Linked DNA regions of Mus musculus: regions 2, 3, 4 and 5 are each linked to region 1. A link is a contact called in public HiChIP or PLAC-seq and promoter capture Hi-C data. All regions are on one chromosome and are shown on one strand. Each heading gives the region's core, a stretch centred on a gene start, on an enhancer-like site or on the middle of the called end of the contact. The rest is flanking DNA. Distances are from core to core; before and after follow the strand shown.

Region 1 (2,700 bases), core at 131-2,630:
AGTTCAGGCTAGCCTATGCAATAAGTCAAGATTTCATTCATCCCAGGGTCTGGAGGAATGGTTCAGCAGTTAAGAGCACTTGTTGCTCTTTCAGAGGAACCAGGCTACAGAGTGGCTAATTGTCTGTAATGAAAGGTCCAGAGGATCCAACACACTCTTCTGGCCTCTGTGGGACACGGCACACTTATGCAGGCACACATGCAGGCAAAGCACTCATACAAATAAAAATAAAAATAAACTTTTAAGAAAAAAAAAGAGCACCACTCCACCCCCCCACCCCCCACCCCCCCACCCCTGTCTCAATAGAAAAAAAAAAAAATGTATTGATACAATGTCAACAGAGTGTTACAGAAAAGCCCAGGCTAACTGAATGCTTAACTGCTCGCTAAACACTTCCTCCATATAATCCCATTTACAACACCTCGGAAATGGATTTTAAGTTTCACTGGGTCTGGGGTCTGGGAGTTCTATAAAATGTGGACAAGAACAGAACTCAGCTCCCGGCAGTGGAAAGATTAAAGAAGTACTTAATGGCTTATTTAACACTGATCTAATTGTTAATGTGACTCTGGATTAGCCAAAGGAAGCGGTGGCCATAGTGTCAGGGCTGCTGCACAGGAGAGGAAACACTATTAAAAATAAGTATGCCGGGCGTGGTGGCTCACGCCTTTAATCCCAGCACTCAGGAGGCAGAGGCAGGCGGATTTCTGGCTGGTCTACAAAGTGAGTTCCAGGACAGCCAAGGCTATACAGAGAAACCCTGTCTCGAAAAACAAAACAAAAACAAACAAACAAAAAAGTAAATGCTAACGTTAAGAAAACACGTTAGATGCCAACCACGATGCATCCTGTGATTTAATAGAGCTCTGAGGATGGAAACAGTTGACACTTGGACCACTTGATGCAGAGAGGTTGAGAGTTATGTCCAAGGTCATAGGTCGGAGTTAAATGCCAAGCCCCTCCCCCCACCCCCCGCCATGAAGGACCAACTCACCCAGAACCTCAGCTAGGACTGAAATGGCGTAAGGGGTGTGGATAGGGCCGCATAAGGGGAGCTGGCGATGAGGGACCCGCGGGAAAAGCGCCGAGCAGGAGCCCGGATCCCTCAGAGTCTGGGCCTTGCACCGGCCAGAGGCTACCAAACTAGGACAAAGGCCACGCGCAGCCACTGGGTGCTGCCCACTCGTCTGCCCGGGGCCACAGCAGGACCGGCCGCCAGGATCTCCGCCCTGTGACCCGCCCTGGGGCTCCGCACTCACCTCTACGGAGAGGGCCACGGGCCCGGGCGAGCAAGGCGGCAGCCATGGGCACAGACCTCCAGGACCTCCTGCAGCAGCTCTGGAGTTCCGGACGGCAGGGGCAGGGCCTGGGCCACGCCCACACGGCTGCAGGGGCGGGGCCGGCGCCGAGCCCGGGCCACGCCCACCGGGCCGCAGGGGCAGGCCTGAGACAGGCTCACGACCTAGGGTCCGGGCCTCACCCAGGAAGTCAACTTAATTCCAGCGACTTCTGAGCCTGAGGCAGAATTGCAGGTTCTCCCTGTATTACGGAGTAAATTCAAGCCCAGCTTGGGCAACTTTGCAGTATCTTCAAAATGAAAGTTTAAAGAGGGCGTGAGGAGGTCCTCCCTGCCTAGCAGACATAAGGCGCTGGGTTCAGTTTTAGGGAGAGAAGAGAAGAGCTAGCACCTACTCCTGCCCACCCACTTCTGCATCCTGTCAGCTGTCAGCGTAATCCCTGGCTCCCTGACCATCTTTGCTCGGCCACACAAGGCAGGCAGCTTTTGCCCTCTTGCCTGGATTTCATGCTACCATTCCTAGCCCACAGTTTTACATCCAGCCTTTTATTTTACTTATTTATTTACTATTCATCTCTCACACTAGTCTGTGGATTCCAAAAGGGCTGGAAGGGGGCTGGTGAGATGGCTCAGTGGGTAAGAGCACCCGACTGCTCTTCCGAAGGTCCAGAGTTCAAATCCCAGCAACCACATGGTGGCTCACAACCATCCGTAATGAGATCTGACTCCCTCTTCTGGAGTGTATGAAGACAGCTACAGTGTATGTACATAAAATAATAAAATAAATCTTTAAAACAAAACAAAACAAAAAACAAAAAGCCTGGAAGGCTCAGTATCTAGCCCATTGCATGGGGATGCTGGGCAGGAAGATTCCCTCCAGCCCTCAGATGTGAATGTGAAACAGAGCTACTGTCTTCTGCACCTCGTGGGGGGGGGGGGGGCAGAGCCCTGCTGGGAGTAGGGGTACTGCCCATTAACTCCAAGGGTTGAGGGTTGAGTCCTAGCACCCTCAGAACAACTTCGCTCGGTCCCAGAGACTGTCAGTGTCATTAGCTCCCTGGTTTACATGCACCCTACATATCTGCTCACTGAACTTCACAGCCCACCACTACCTAGAAAACAATACACTGAAGAGAGGGTGGTAGTTTAGACTGCAAATGATCCCATCTGTCCATTTCTTCCCCCACCCCCAAAGTCTGGAACTGCCTTTAAAGGGGGGGGGGGGCTTTCAAATAACGTGCTGACTCTTTGCCCAATCCTCTGGTCATCCATCCGTCTTCCCTACCTGGTCACCAGACAGAACCGGATGGAAGACGAAAGAGAGACACTGGAGCCTGAGAGGTGGTGCAGAGGGTAGACTTCACATGTGAGCATGACCTGAGTTGGAACCCCAGCATCCATTT
Region 2 (2,700 bases), core at 171-2,670, 370 kb after region 1:
GTGGGTGATCCAACGGCCCTTTGTCGGCCTGAAAGTCAATCCGCTCATTCTTATTCTGGAGAGAAAGAAATCCATGAGAGCAGCTGGGTTTTACAAGTCAAGTTAACCCACCAATTGATAGACACCGGAACTCTATTCGACTATGAAAATTTTGCCACGGTGGCCCCGGCCTGGGATTGTAGCACTGGGGAAACAGAAGGGAGGACGGTTCGTCCGGAAGCCCTTCAATTCTCAGCACCTACAATGGTGACTTACAACTATCTTTAACTCCAGTTTCAGGCCCTCGTCTGCGCTCTGCAAGCGCCGAGGAATAAAAGGGATGCGCAAATACACGCGCAGGTAAAATACCCAAACACATAAAATAAAATTTAATTTTAAAAAATTAAATATTTTTTAAAACAAACTTTAAAAAAATTTTTTTTTACTTATTTTATGTATATGAATGGTCAACCTGCGCGTACACCTACTTCCCAGAAGAGGGAAGAACTCATCAGAGATGGTTGTGAGACACCTTGTGGTCGTTGAGAGTTGACCTCAGGACCTTTGGAAGAGCAGGGGGTGCTCTTAACCACTGAGCCATCTCTCCAGCCCTAAAAAACAGACTTTTAATAGCCCATTATTTTTCACCTGCTACTAATATAAACATGTTTTAGTAATATTTATATTTTTGTTAATATTATCTCTCATGGGACTATTTGTTCTATAACTCTACTTGGTTTAAATCAGATATTATTATTATTATTATTATCATTACTTGAGACAGAATTCCCTGTAGCCCAGGCCAAGGAATACAACTAAACCGAATTATATCATTTCTCCAAAAGATTTTTTAATTTTAGTATGTCAGTTTTGTTTTGTCTTTTTCTACACGGTTCTCGGTACCAAATCCAGGGCCTCTGGGATGGACGCTAAGTAATCACTCTGTCTGCTTACCCTGCATTGTAAATTCTGCTACTTGGACACATAAAAATCAAGGCATACAAACTTGCCTGTCTGGTTTTCTAGTTGTAAAGACAAGCCTTTGACACAGTCTTTGACATAATGCGGAGCTATCGAGTGATAGGCACACATATTTAGGCTTGGCTTCCTATCCAAGAAGAGCTCAGGACCCTGCTTTCTCCATGAGATTTCCCAGCTACGTGTGAACGGCTAAACAGTCGGGTTTTGCCGGGATAAATCCTCCTTGTCCCCTCGAGAACAAAAGAGACAGATGGAATCCCTAGTAAGAATGCTCAGCGGGAAACCTTCAGCCGGATCAGAACACTTACCTTCCACAATTCTCACCCAACAGTGGGACTCGCTTGTTACGTGTGCATCTTGGGAAATGTAGTCCGCGAAGCCGATCTAGTTGGAAGAAAACTACAAGTCCCAGAATCCTACGTGTCTCCCACGCCAAGATTCTTGGGCGCTCCTCTACGGATTGCCCGCTGTCTTTCCTGCTCAGCTCAGTTAAGGTTCCGGATATGCTGCTGACGCCTGGGGCAATGATTGCCTTTTGAGGTTCTTGTAGTGTTTGTTTGTTTGTGGCTTGTGTTGTTTGCTGAGAGAGGGTCTGACATATCCTTGTCTGACTCCAAATCCGTGATCCTCCTGGCTCCACCTCCCAAGTGCTCGGATTAGAGGCTTGTGCCACCAAAGAAGTGGTTAATATTTCCCATGTCCTGCGTGCGAAAGAGGATCCAAGCAGTCCTAATTTAGGAATTCGCTCTCTTAAAGAAACTCTTTCACTAGTAGCACAGGACAATAATCTGCCACTCAATAGGCTTAGGCGGAAGAATCACGAGTTCAAGGCCAGTCTGGGTGACTTAGTGAGACCTCGGACTCAAAATAATACTGTAAGAGCACTGGGGCTATAGCTCGGTGTCAGCGCGTTAGCCCAGCCCTGGGTAGCCCTGAATTCACACTAGCGGGCATTTCTCCATCCAAGACGCTTTTTAAAATAGACTGGTTTTTTTTTTTTTTTAATAATGTGTGTGTTTTACCTTCATGCATACAGGAGGAGCTCCTGACGGCCATAAAAGGGCGTCAGATCCCCTGGAACTTGAGTGACAACCTGTTGTGAACTGCCCTGTGGGTGCTCGGGATGGAATCTGAGTCCCCCTGCAAGAGTAGCAATGCTCTTGTTTGTTTGTTTTGGTGTTTTCGAGACAGGGTTTCTCTGTATAGCCCTGGCTTTCCTGGAACTCACTCTGTAGACCAGGCTGGTCTCAGAGATCCACCTGCCTCTGCCTCCCAAGTGCTGGGATTAAAGGCGTGCTCCACCACCACCTGGTGAGAAGCAATGCTCTTAACCAGTGAGCCACCTCTTCAGCTCTCCCAACCCCTCCCCAAAAGACCCTTTCTTTGTTTTTTGTTTTTGTTTTTCTGAGACAGGGTGTTAATGTATAGTCTGACACTTTTTTTTTTTTTTTTTTTTTTTGGTTTTCCGAGACAGGGTTTCTCTGTTTAGCCCTGGCTGTCCTGGAACTCACTCTGTAGTCCAGACTGGCCTCGAACTCAGAAATCCGCCTGCCTCTGCCTCCTGAGTGCTGGGATTAAAGGAGTGCGCCACCACGCCCAGAATTTTTTTTGACACTTTTAATAATAAATAATTGCCCCCTTTGTTTTGTGTTTGTTTTAAGATGGGTTCTCACTATGTAGCCTTGGCTGGCCTGGAACTCCTTATGTAGACCACGCTTGGCCTTGAATTCATGGAGATTC
Region 3 (2,700 bases), core at 37-2,536, 430 kb before region 1:
AGCTGAGATACAGGCGAAAAAAAGCAGGTCTTAGGCATGCCACGGGTTGACAGAGCACCCACTGGGCAGTGCTGGAGCTTTCTCAGCCTCTGAGAAAGCCTGAGACCTGCTCTCGGGATGCTCCTCCAGGCTGGCGCATTGGGCCCGAAACTAGATTCAAGAACTTCACACAAGTTCCTTTCCACAGCTAACACCCACCCTTCACAGGCTCTCATTTAGTCCCCACCCCCAAACCTGCCATTTCACAGATAGGGACTCCAAGACACAGATCTACATGGCCACACACGCCCTATCCCCACCAGGGGTTGAGTGGGTGCCAGACCTCCTCAGGCTAAGGCGGTTTCAAGGCTCTGTCCAAGTATTTCAACTGGACTCTGTACCCGGGAGCTGGTGTCATCCTGCAAAGTCACCAAGTGAGCTAGCAGGGTAGGGCGCTGGGAGCGTCCCCACCAAGAAGAAAGCTGGGCTCAGGTAGCAGCACCCTCTGTGAACCGCAAGGCAAAGGGCAGGGCAGGAGGCATTAGTTTTCCTTCCACTTTACAACAAGGTCTTAGGCTGGAGGAGGGGCGGGGAGAGAACGCGCCTGAAAGTGGCTTGGGGACTCATTCCAGCGCTCCTGGGAGGTGCTTCAACTTGACATATGGAAGACCGGACTTTTTCCTTTTCGAAAGGGGGTGGGGATCCGAGCTAAGCACCCTGCAGCTGACATCACCCCCACAATCCAGCCCCCTTTCCCAGATGGGGGAAACCCTTTTCATGACTTCCTCTAAAAAGGGCCCTTGAGTTTTGCAGCTCCATCTTCAAGTCCTTGGAGGTGGTGGGGTGGGATGGGGGTGTTCTTTGGTCTGGGATGGGAAGAGGCTGGGGTGGGGGGTAGGGCTTATCGTTCAGAGTGAGGGTGGGGGAGAATTGAGAACCATTCTGAAGGGGGCGGAAAATGAAGCCGGGGATGAAGATGTTAGGCGCAGCCGGAGGGCTGATGAAGCATGCCCACGGTGCAATAGCAAGCGGTGTTTGGGTGCAATGGATGACAGGGAGTTAAGGGCCCGGGTGCATCTGAGGAAGAGGGATCTGGGCAGGTGAGGAGGACTGGCAAAGCCCGGGACTCACCAAAGAAGGGCGGCAGGTGAGCCACAGCCTCCAGGAAGGGCCCGGTCTCGATCTGCCGGTCTGCGGGCAGCGGCTTGAGCAGGTGCTCGGCCAGCAGCGCCATTTCGGGGTCGAGGCCCTTGGTGATGCCCCAGCCCGCGCCGAGGGCGTCCGCGCCCGGGCTGTCGCCGCCCGCCGCCTCCCGGGACGCCAGCGTCGCCACTTCCGCCCGCGCCTCGCAGCGAGCGCCGAGCGCCGCCCGCAGGCCGGAGCCATGGAGCACTCGGCCCCGCCCCTCAGGGGCTCTGCCAATGGGCGCCCACCGCCGCGCCCTTCCGACCAATCGAAGCCCGCCGCCCCCGCAGCCGCCGCGCCATTGGTCTGGAGGCGGGGCTTAGCGGAAGCGCGGGCGTCTTGCACCTGGTGAGCCGCGCCCAGGTTGGGATGCTCTGGCCGGGTTTACAGCTCAAACCCTGACGGGGCCTTGTTTCCCAATCCAGGGTCCTCCAAAGTGCCAGGTTCGCGCCCCACAGCCTACACCCCGGCTCACCTCAGCCACAATGCAGCCTAGCTGCTGCGTCCTGAAACACAGAGCTCAGTGTGTTTAGGGAACACTCCCTAATTCCATGGAGAGATAACAGCCCAAATTCCAAGTGGAGAGCCTGGTACTCCGCCCACACTGAGTATTCAGTAATCCTACTCTGCACTGCTGCTGCTCCGTACTGTGATGGTCACGGAGGATAGAGTGACCATGGCGCTTAAGCAAAGCCTTAAATTGAGGGAGCCGGAGAGCTGTGAGCGGTGCACGGGAAGGGCGAGCAGGGGCTGGGAGTAATTTGGGCAGTGGTGGCGCACGCCTTTAATCCCAGCACTCGGGAGGCAGAGGCAGGTGGATTTCTGAGTTCCAGGACAGCCTGGTCTACAGAGTGAGTTCCAGGACAGCCAGGGATACACAGAGAAACCCTGTTTCGAAAACCAAAAAATAAAGGAAGGAAGGGAGGGAAGAAGGGAGGGAGGGAGGGAGGGAGGGAGGGAGGGAGGGAGGAAGGAAGGAAGGAAGGAAGGAAGGAAGGAAGGAAGGAAGGAAGGAAATTAGTTGTGGTTCATAGTAAGGGCAGTGAGAAGATGTCTAGGGGCCAGAAAAGCATATACTAAATCTTGTTAAATGATTTTAATTTACCCTTTCAGGAGGCAGATGGCAGAAAGATTGACCCAAACTACAGGCATGACCCCAAGAAGTCGCGGGCGGGGAAAGATCCGACCGTCCTTATCTCTTGCATGCCCAGTCACGTTAGATCTCCTACTGATAGGTGCCCAAGCCACCAATTTCAGCTTGTTCCCACCCCACCCAGACTCCCCGCCTCGGGCATCCCAAGATGCAATCTTCCTACAACAGCCTCCCCAGTGTCCCAGCTCTGCCAGAACCCCACCCACCTTTGGGAAGACTCCCTAATTCCATGGAGAGATAACAGCCTGCACTGGGGCCTCTGGCTTCAGAGAGAATCCTGATGGCTCAACCTGCTCCATTCCAGCTGAGACACTCAGAAACCACATGTGACTCGACACAAGAAAGATGGATCTTTTAGATAGTAGCTTGGTGTCCTGAGACAG
Region 4 (2,700 bases), core at 176-2,675, 330 kb before region 1:
CGATGACCGCGTGGTCACCACCGAACACTTCGATCTTTCCCAAGAAATGGAGCGCCTCACCCTGGACCTGATGAAGCCAAAAAGCAGGGAGGTGGAGAGGCGGCTGACAAGCCCAGTCATCAACACCAGCCTGGATACTAAGAACGTTGCCTTTGAGAGGTACGGACTGGATTCCGGGCCACCATCTCGTCTGGGGACTGCTTTCATAAACGACAGGGTTGCAGTGATCGGAAGTTATAGCTGGGTTGGGACTTCTCTAATACGGCGTAATGCTAGTCGGTTTTAAGAGTGATCTCCAGGGCTAATCAAATAGGCATCATAATTGATGTGCTGTGCACGGCATCTCTGTGGCACAGTGTCTTAAGTCTCATCCCTGCGTGCTTCTGTGGGCCCCTTCTTCTGGGCTCCCTGGGTCTTTTTATGTTTTGATAGTTTTGGATGCACAACATTCCTTCATCCCAAAATGTGGAACGTTGAGTTTCCTGATGCTAGAGTTGACTGGAATTGTGCTGATGCTAGGCAGTCAGATTTATACTTAACGTAACGTATTGTCGCCCCAACCCCGCCTGTGAGGCAACAGTGGGGAAGAAGCACCTGAAGGCTGCTTAGTTCTTTCCAGGTCCTAGGAGGCGCTGGGAGCTCTCCGGAGAGCTCTCTATCCCAATGAGATGCCATCCGTAGGCGTCCACTGACACAGCCATCCTGTGCGATGTGCTGGGCAGGGCAGGGCAGGGGCACCCTGAGCAGGAAGGAAGTAGAACCTGCTATCTCTCTCTCTCTCTACCATGGAGCTCAGTGAACCGAGGGTATCTGCAGCATCTCTAGAGTTGGCCTAGGATGTCACGTCTGCTGCCTGTGAGTCAGTGTAGCCTGAGCTCATCTGGTCCTTGTTCCTGGATCCAGGCCTTCTTCTCTCCACGAGTGTGCTAGCTGATTGATCTCTTTAACCTTGTTTTCACCAATAAAATTGGTGAAGAAAACTCAGAGACAGCTCTGTAGTCAATTCTAAAACATAATGGCCCTTTTCTTTTTGGTCAGGAAAGCCACAAAGGCAGGTGTCTGACAGGGACTGGGACATGCAGCCCCTGTCACATCTTGGGGCTGTTTCTGCTTCAGAAGTAGGAATAGGAACTGGATTCTGAAGGAAGTCCTCTTTCCAGCCTACTGGCTAGGGACACTGAGGCTTAGGGGCCAGTCATGGGGTCCTCTGGAGGCTCTTGGCCTGATGGCCTTAGGTTTCAGCATGAGCCTCACAGGCAGGGCGGGCCCTCAGAGGCTCTAGACTAGAGGAGGTGCTGGGTCACTCCTCGGGCATTGTTAGAGCCATTGTTTGCTGTGAAGTGGAGCCTATCCAGGGTGTGTGGCAACTCCTGGCCTTAGTCCACCAAGTGCAGATGGGAAACAAGAGTGTGGCCCTGTGTACCGAGGACGGAGGTACATTGTGTATTCTCGGGGTCACAGGGTTTTCAGACAGCCAGCTCCAGCTGGTTTTCCTGAAGCTGACAGTAGGCCGAGGCGAGGGTGCTGAAAGACAGCTGGTTTTTTTTTTTGGTTTTTTTGTTTTTTTTTTTGTTTTTTTTTGCTTTGTTTTAATGATGTTCATATGTGATCAGTGAACGTTGGAATAAGTAGAGATTGGAGCCGCTCCTGAGTGCGAGGTTTGCAGATTCAAAGACACATGAATGATCAGTTCCAGCGGAGGCTCTCTCCGAGGTTCTTTGCCACATTGCAATGGTTACTGTCATCCTTTTCCCATGCCTATACGAGGAATTCAATGCTTATAAAGCACTACCCTCCCTGGTGAGTTTCAGGGGACGGTATGTAACTGGCCGTCCTTTTCCTGAATGATATGCAGCAAGAACAACATCCCTGCCACTTCAGAGCCGCCTTTAAACTTCATAATATTGAGTCACAGCCCCTGCTACGTGGCCTTTGGTGTGCTGGTCTCAGGTGGGACAGGCAGAAGGAAGCTGGGTGTCCTGTGGTCTTCAGATGCCTTGTGGTGCACACAGACCTGACAGAGGCTCAGGGAGTCACAGCTGGGTTTAACATAGTGAAGTCTGAGCTTCCCAGCTCAGATGCTGTCAGAGCGGGGCAGCCAAGAACAGCAGGAGCAGCGATGGCGATGTGTGAGAGCAAGTAACGACAGCCGAGGAGCGGGTATGTCTGCCTAGCACTAGTGCAGCATGGAACGGAGTTAACCCCGGGCGCATCTGGGGTTTTAGTCACTGGTGGCAGCAAGGGCTGTGACCTGCTAGTCAGGAGTGTAGTCCCGGTGCCCTGTTCTTGTTTGAACAGTGTAAGCTAGAGTAGCCAGCCTTTACCAGAGTCCTTTTAGGACTCTATCTCTTGCTGTGTGGGGTCATCTTCACCCAAGAGGAAAATTAACACCCATGGGTCTTCCTTTTATGATGGGTTCAAACCAATCTATAAAACTCAGTGTGTCGCCTGATTTGATTTACTAGAATCCCACTAGAAATTCCTTTCTATGGAATTTATGTTATGGAAATATAAATTTTACAAACTGCATTCTGCTCTTGTGAGCTGGCTAGCCTGCGACCATCCTCTGAGCTTCCTCTGTGACAAGACAGAGCAAAGGGCAGACGGATGGCAGCTCTCCACAGTGCCAGGAAAAGCTAGGGTGATGTCCTAGACAAAGGCCGGGCAGATGGGCTCCTCCCAGGGCAAGCTGCTCTGAAA
Region 5 (2,711 bases), core at 157-2,656, 310 kb before region 1:
GATGCAGGATGAGCCCGGTTGCCTAGGCTGAAGCCACAGAGCGAGCAACAGAGGAGCTCACACACCCCCAGGACTCCAGGTTCTCGCTTCAGCAGGTGCGCCAGACAGCACACAGGGGTGCAAGCGCTGGCTCCCAAGCCTAGAACTGACCCCAGGAAAAGCAGCTTCCTGAGGACCAGATGTAGACACTCGACTCGCCAGCAAGAAGGACGCCAAAACAGGATTCTTCTGCATACATTTATTGGGAGAGCTTGATAGTGAAAGCGAAAGACCCCGAGGCCAAAAACCAGTGCTGCTTATATAGGCCTAGGATAGGCATGTCTACACCAGATTGGTTATGCTTTCAGTACCTCATTTACATGCTTCGGGTCAGGCAGTGACTAGGCTAAAAGAAAACTCTACTGCACATGGGCACATTGGTTGTTTACCCATATTCATGGGTAAACATATTCATAAACAAAATCACTCCCACCCATTCCTTAAAGTGAGAAAATGCAGAGGTAAGCCAAGAGGTAAAGCCTCCAAGGGTCACTAGTTCCACTCTGGTTCAATTAAGGTTCAGGATCTGTATCTGCAGCTCCGTGTGCAACCTGTCCAGCTCCTGCGACCAGTTCCCCTTCAGATAATTCGATAAATCTGTACGTTTAATAAAAGAATATTAACATACCTAATGGGAGTAATGCACATATGCAGGGTTGATGCCACACAACTCATTTGTAGGACATCCATCATCTGTTCCATGTTATGTTGTAAAACATCCACTCTTTGATTCACTAACAATAACCCTGAGGCGATATGAGAATCACCACTTGTAGAGGCCCAACTCGCCAGCAAGAAGAACAACACAACAGGATTCTTCTGCACACATTTATTGGGAGAGCTTGATAGTAAAAGCGAAAGACCCCAGGCCAAAAACCAGTGCTGCTTATATAGGCCTAGGATAGGCGTGTCTACACCAGATTGGTTATGCTTTCAGTACCTCATTTACATGCCTCAGGCCAGGCAGTGACTTGGCTGAAAGAAAACTCTACTGCACATGGGCACATTGTTTACCCATATTCATAGGTGTCGGCTTATTGAAATCAGCGCCATCTTGTAATGGCGTTTATTGGCTTCCCACAACCAGAGGCTAGGCCGGCCTGCGCCCCGCACAAGCTCCCCACGCCCGGATCCGGCTGCAAACGCGCACCCTCCCCACCGCACCGCTTACCCAGGCTCTGCCTCCGCAACACCGCGTAGGGCTGGCTTTGCTCCGGCGGCACCCCCGGGCTCGGGGCCTCGGCTCGCCCTAGCAGGAGGCTGCAGAGCATGGGCAACAGCCGCATCCATCCTGAGCGCAGCATCACTGAAACCCGCACTGCACGGAGCGCGGGGACGCCGCTTCCGCCTTAAGCCCCGCCCCTAGACGTTGCCGTTTTTCCGAGGTCCGCCCACTCCGCTCGCGCAGTTGCCACGGAAACAGGGCGGGTGGGGGGGCGAGGGGAGGAGCCATCCCGACCAACTTCGGGGGTGGGGTGGTGAATTATGGTTCTGCGCAGAGGGTTCCAAAGCTGTGGCAAGCGCTCGCGTCGGGCTTCCCCGTGGAAGGCTTTGCTTTACACATTCATACATTCATACATTTTCGTATTAGTCAATGCAGTCCGAAGAAAGAGACACCGTAATCTCATTTTTGAAAACTGTAAGTTATTTTAAACAATATTTTCTTAAATGCTTTATTTATTATTATATATAAGCACACTGTAGCCATCTTCAGACACACCAGAAGACGGCGTCAGAAATCACTACAGATGGTTGTGAGCCACCATGTGGTTGCTGGGATTTGAACTCAGGTCCTACAGAAGAGCAGTCAGTGCTCTTACCTGCTGAGCCATCTCTCCAGCCTGAAAAGTGTAAGTTTTATGTATGTATTTTGCTTCCTTTTGAGAAAGGGTTTCTCTGTGTAGCCCTGCCTGTTGGAACTCACTCTGTAGACCGGGCTGACCCAGAACTCAGAAATCCTGCCTGCCTCTGCCTCTCAAGTGCCCCAAATTCATACAGATCTGCCTGCCTCTGCCTCCCGAGTGCTGGGATTAAAGGCATGCACTAACATGCCTAGCCTATACAATCATTTTTAAGGTTTAGTTTATGTACATGAGTGCTTTGCTTGCATGTGTGTGTGCACTGCATGGGTGCCTGGAGCTGGTGAAGGCTAGAAGTAGTGTGTGTTCCTCTGGAACGGGAGTTACAGATAATTGTGAACCTCCGTGTAAGTGCTGGGAACTGAACCCAGGTCCTCTGGAAGAGCAGTAAATGCTCTTAACCGCTGACCATCTCGTAGCCCCTTTTATACAATCTTAAAATCATACTGGCTGATCTCACTCTTGCTATGATGGTGACATAACGTAAAATTAATCATTTTAGCTACTTTTTTTTTTTTTTAGTTTTATAGCAAGACAGGGTTTCTCTATATGGCTCTGGCTGTCCTGGAACTCACTTTGTAGACCAGGCTGGCCTTGAACTCAGAAATCCTTAGCTACTTTTTAATACAATTCAGCTGTATTAGGCTAAATATAAACCAACACATATAGACCATTTCCAGAACCTTCTCATCATCTCAAACAGAAACTCCAAGCCCATTAGACCATAACACAACTATCTCCCCTGTCCCCATCACCTAGTGACCCATTTTATTTCTGGCCCCTGCATACTTATCTATTCCATATCAATAGGTC

What was found. Promoter capture Hi-C pulls out the DNA fragments that hold promoters and counts their contacts. HiChIP or PLAC-seq counts read pairs in DNA pulled down with a chosen protein or histone mark.
Region 2: a contact with region 1 is called in an HNF4G HiChIP or PLAC-seq map of pancreatic cancer cells. The contact joins the promoter of Sirt4 here to the promoter of Acads in region 1. A contact is called at or near these places in 16 of 39 promoter capture datasets (the 3T3-L1 cell line, the C10 cell line, cranial neural crest and 8 more), 6 of 484 Hi-C or Micro-C datasets (embryonic stem cells, nephron progenitors and rod photoreceptor), 6 of 115 datasets of contacts at active chromatin or transcription factors (bone marrow-derived macrophages, embryonic hindbrain, embryonic midbrain and 2 more) and 4 of 9 other capture datasets (adipose tissue, embryonic stem cells, liver and 1 more).
Region 3: a contact with region 1 is called in an H3K4me3 HiChIP or PLAC-seq map of embryonic midbrain, with 3 times the contacts expected there. The contact joins the promoter of Gltp here to the promoter of Acads in region 1. A contact is called at or near these places in 4 of 39 promoter capture datasets (the 3T3-L1 cell line, embryonic stem cells, hippocampal neurons and 1 more), 6 of 484 Hi-C or Micro-C datasets (the HL-1 cell line and embryonic stem cells) and 6 of 115 datasets of contacts at active chromatin or transcription factors (embryonic midbrain, embryonic stem cells, large pre-B cells and 2 more).
Region 4: a promoter capture Hi-C map of liver shows a contact between it and region 1, with 2.2 times the contacts expected there. The contact joins the enhancer-like site here to the promoter of Acads in region 1. A contact is called at or near these places in 4 of 39 promoter capture datasets (the 3T3-L1 cell line, frontonasal cranial neural crest, liver and 1 more), 1 of 115 datasets of contacts at active chromatin or transcription factors (embryonic stem cells) and 3 of 9 other capture datasets (adipose tissue, embryonic stem cells and macrophages).
Region 5: a contact with region 1 is called in a promoter capture Hi-C map of embryonic stem cells, with 5 times the contacts expected there. The contact joins the promoter of 1500011B03Rik here to the promoter of Acads in region 1. A contact is called at or near these places in 6 of 39 promoter capture datasets (the 3T3-L1 cell line, the C10 cell line, embryonic stem cells and 2 more), 1 of 484 Hi-C or Micro-C datasets (B cells) and 2 of 115 datasets of contacts at active chromatin or transcription factors (embryonic stem cells and pancreatic cancer cells).

What each region holds. Positions count from the first base shown.
Region 1 is chr5:115,117,966-115,120,665 of GRCm38.p6, forward strand. It overlaps Acads (acyl-Coenzyme A dehydrogenase, short chain), which reads right to left and starts at 1,381. Exons shown (of 10, transcript NM_007383.3): 1 at 1,260-1,381. The coding sequence starts at 1,305.
Region 2 is chr5:115,483,064-115,485,763 of GRCm38.p6, forward strand. It overlaps Sirt4 (sirtuin 4), which reads right to left and starts at 1,421. Exons shown (of 5, transcript NM_133760.1): 1 at 1,269-1,421; 2 at 1-55. The coding sequence starts at 48. It overlaps Gm42007 (a long non-coding RNA gene), which reads left to right and starts at 1,387. Exons shown (of 2, transcript XR_878704.2): 1 at 1,387-1,500.
Region 3 is chr5:114,689,649-114,692,348 of GRCm38.p6, forward strand. Gltp (glycolipid transfer protein) reads right to left here and starts at 1,287. Exons shown (of 5, transcript NM_019821.2): 1 at 1,111-1,287. The coding sequence starts at 1,213.
Region 4 is chr5:114,792,131-114,794,830 of GRCm38.p6, forward strand. Ankrd13a (ankyrin repeat domain 13a) reads left to right here. Exons shown (of 15, transcript NM_026718.2): 6 at 1-159. Among named protein-coding and RNA genes, the nearest start is that of Ankrd13a, 18 kb to the left of the region's middle. Within about 2 kb of position 1,426, at least 42 of the 459 cell types and tissues checked have an H3K27ac peak or open chromatin away from gene starts, as enhancers often do. A contact at or near this core is called in adipose tissue and embryonic stem cells, where this site is marked.
Region 5 is chr5:114,812,570-114,815,280 of GRCm38.p6, forward strand. 1500011B03Rik (RIKEN cDNA 1500011B03 gene) reads right to left here and starts at 1,407. Exons shown (of 2, transcript NR_027817.1): 1 at 1,211-1,407.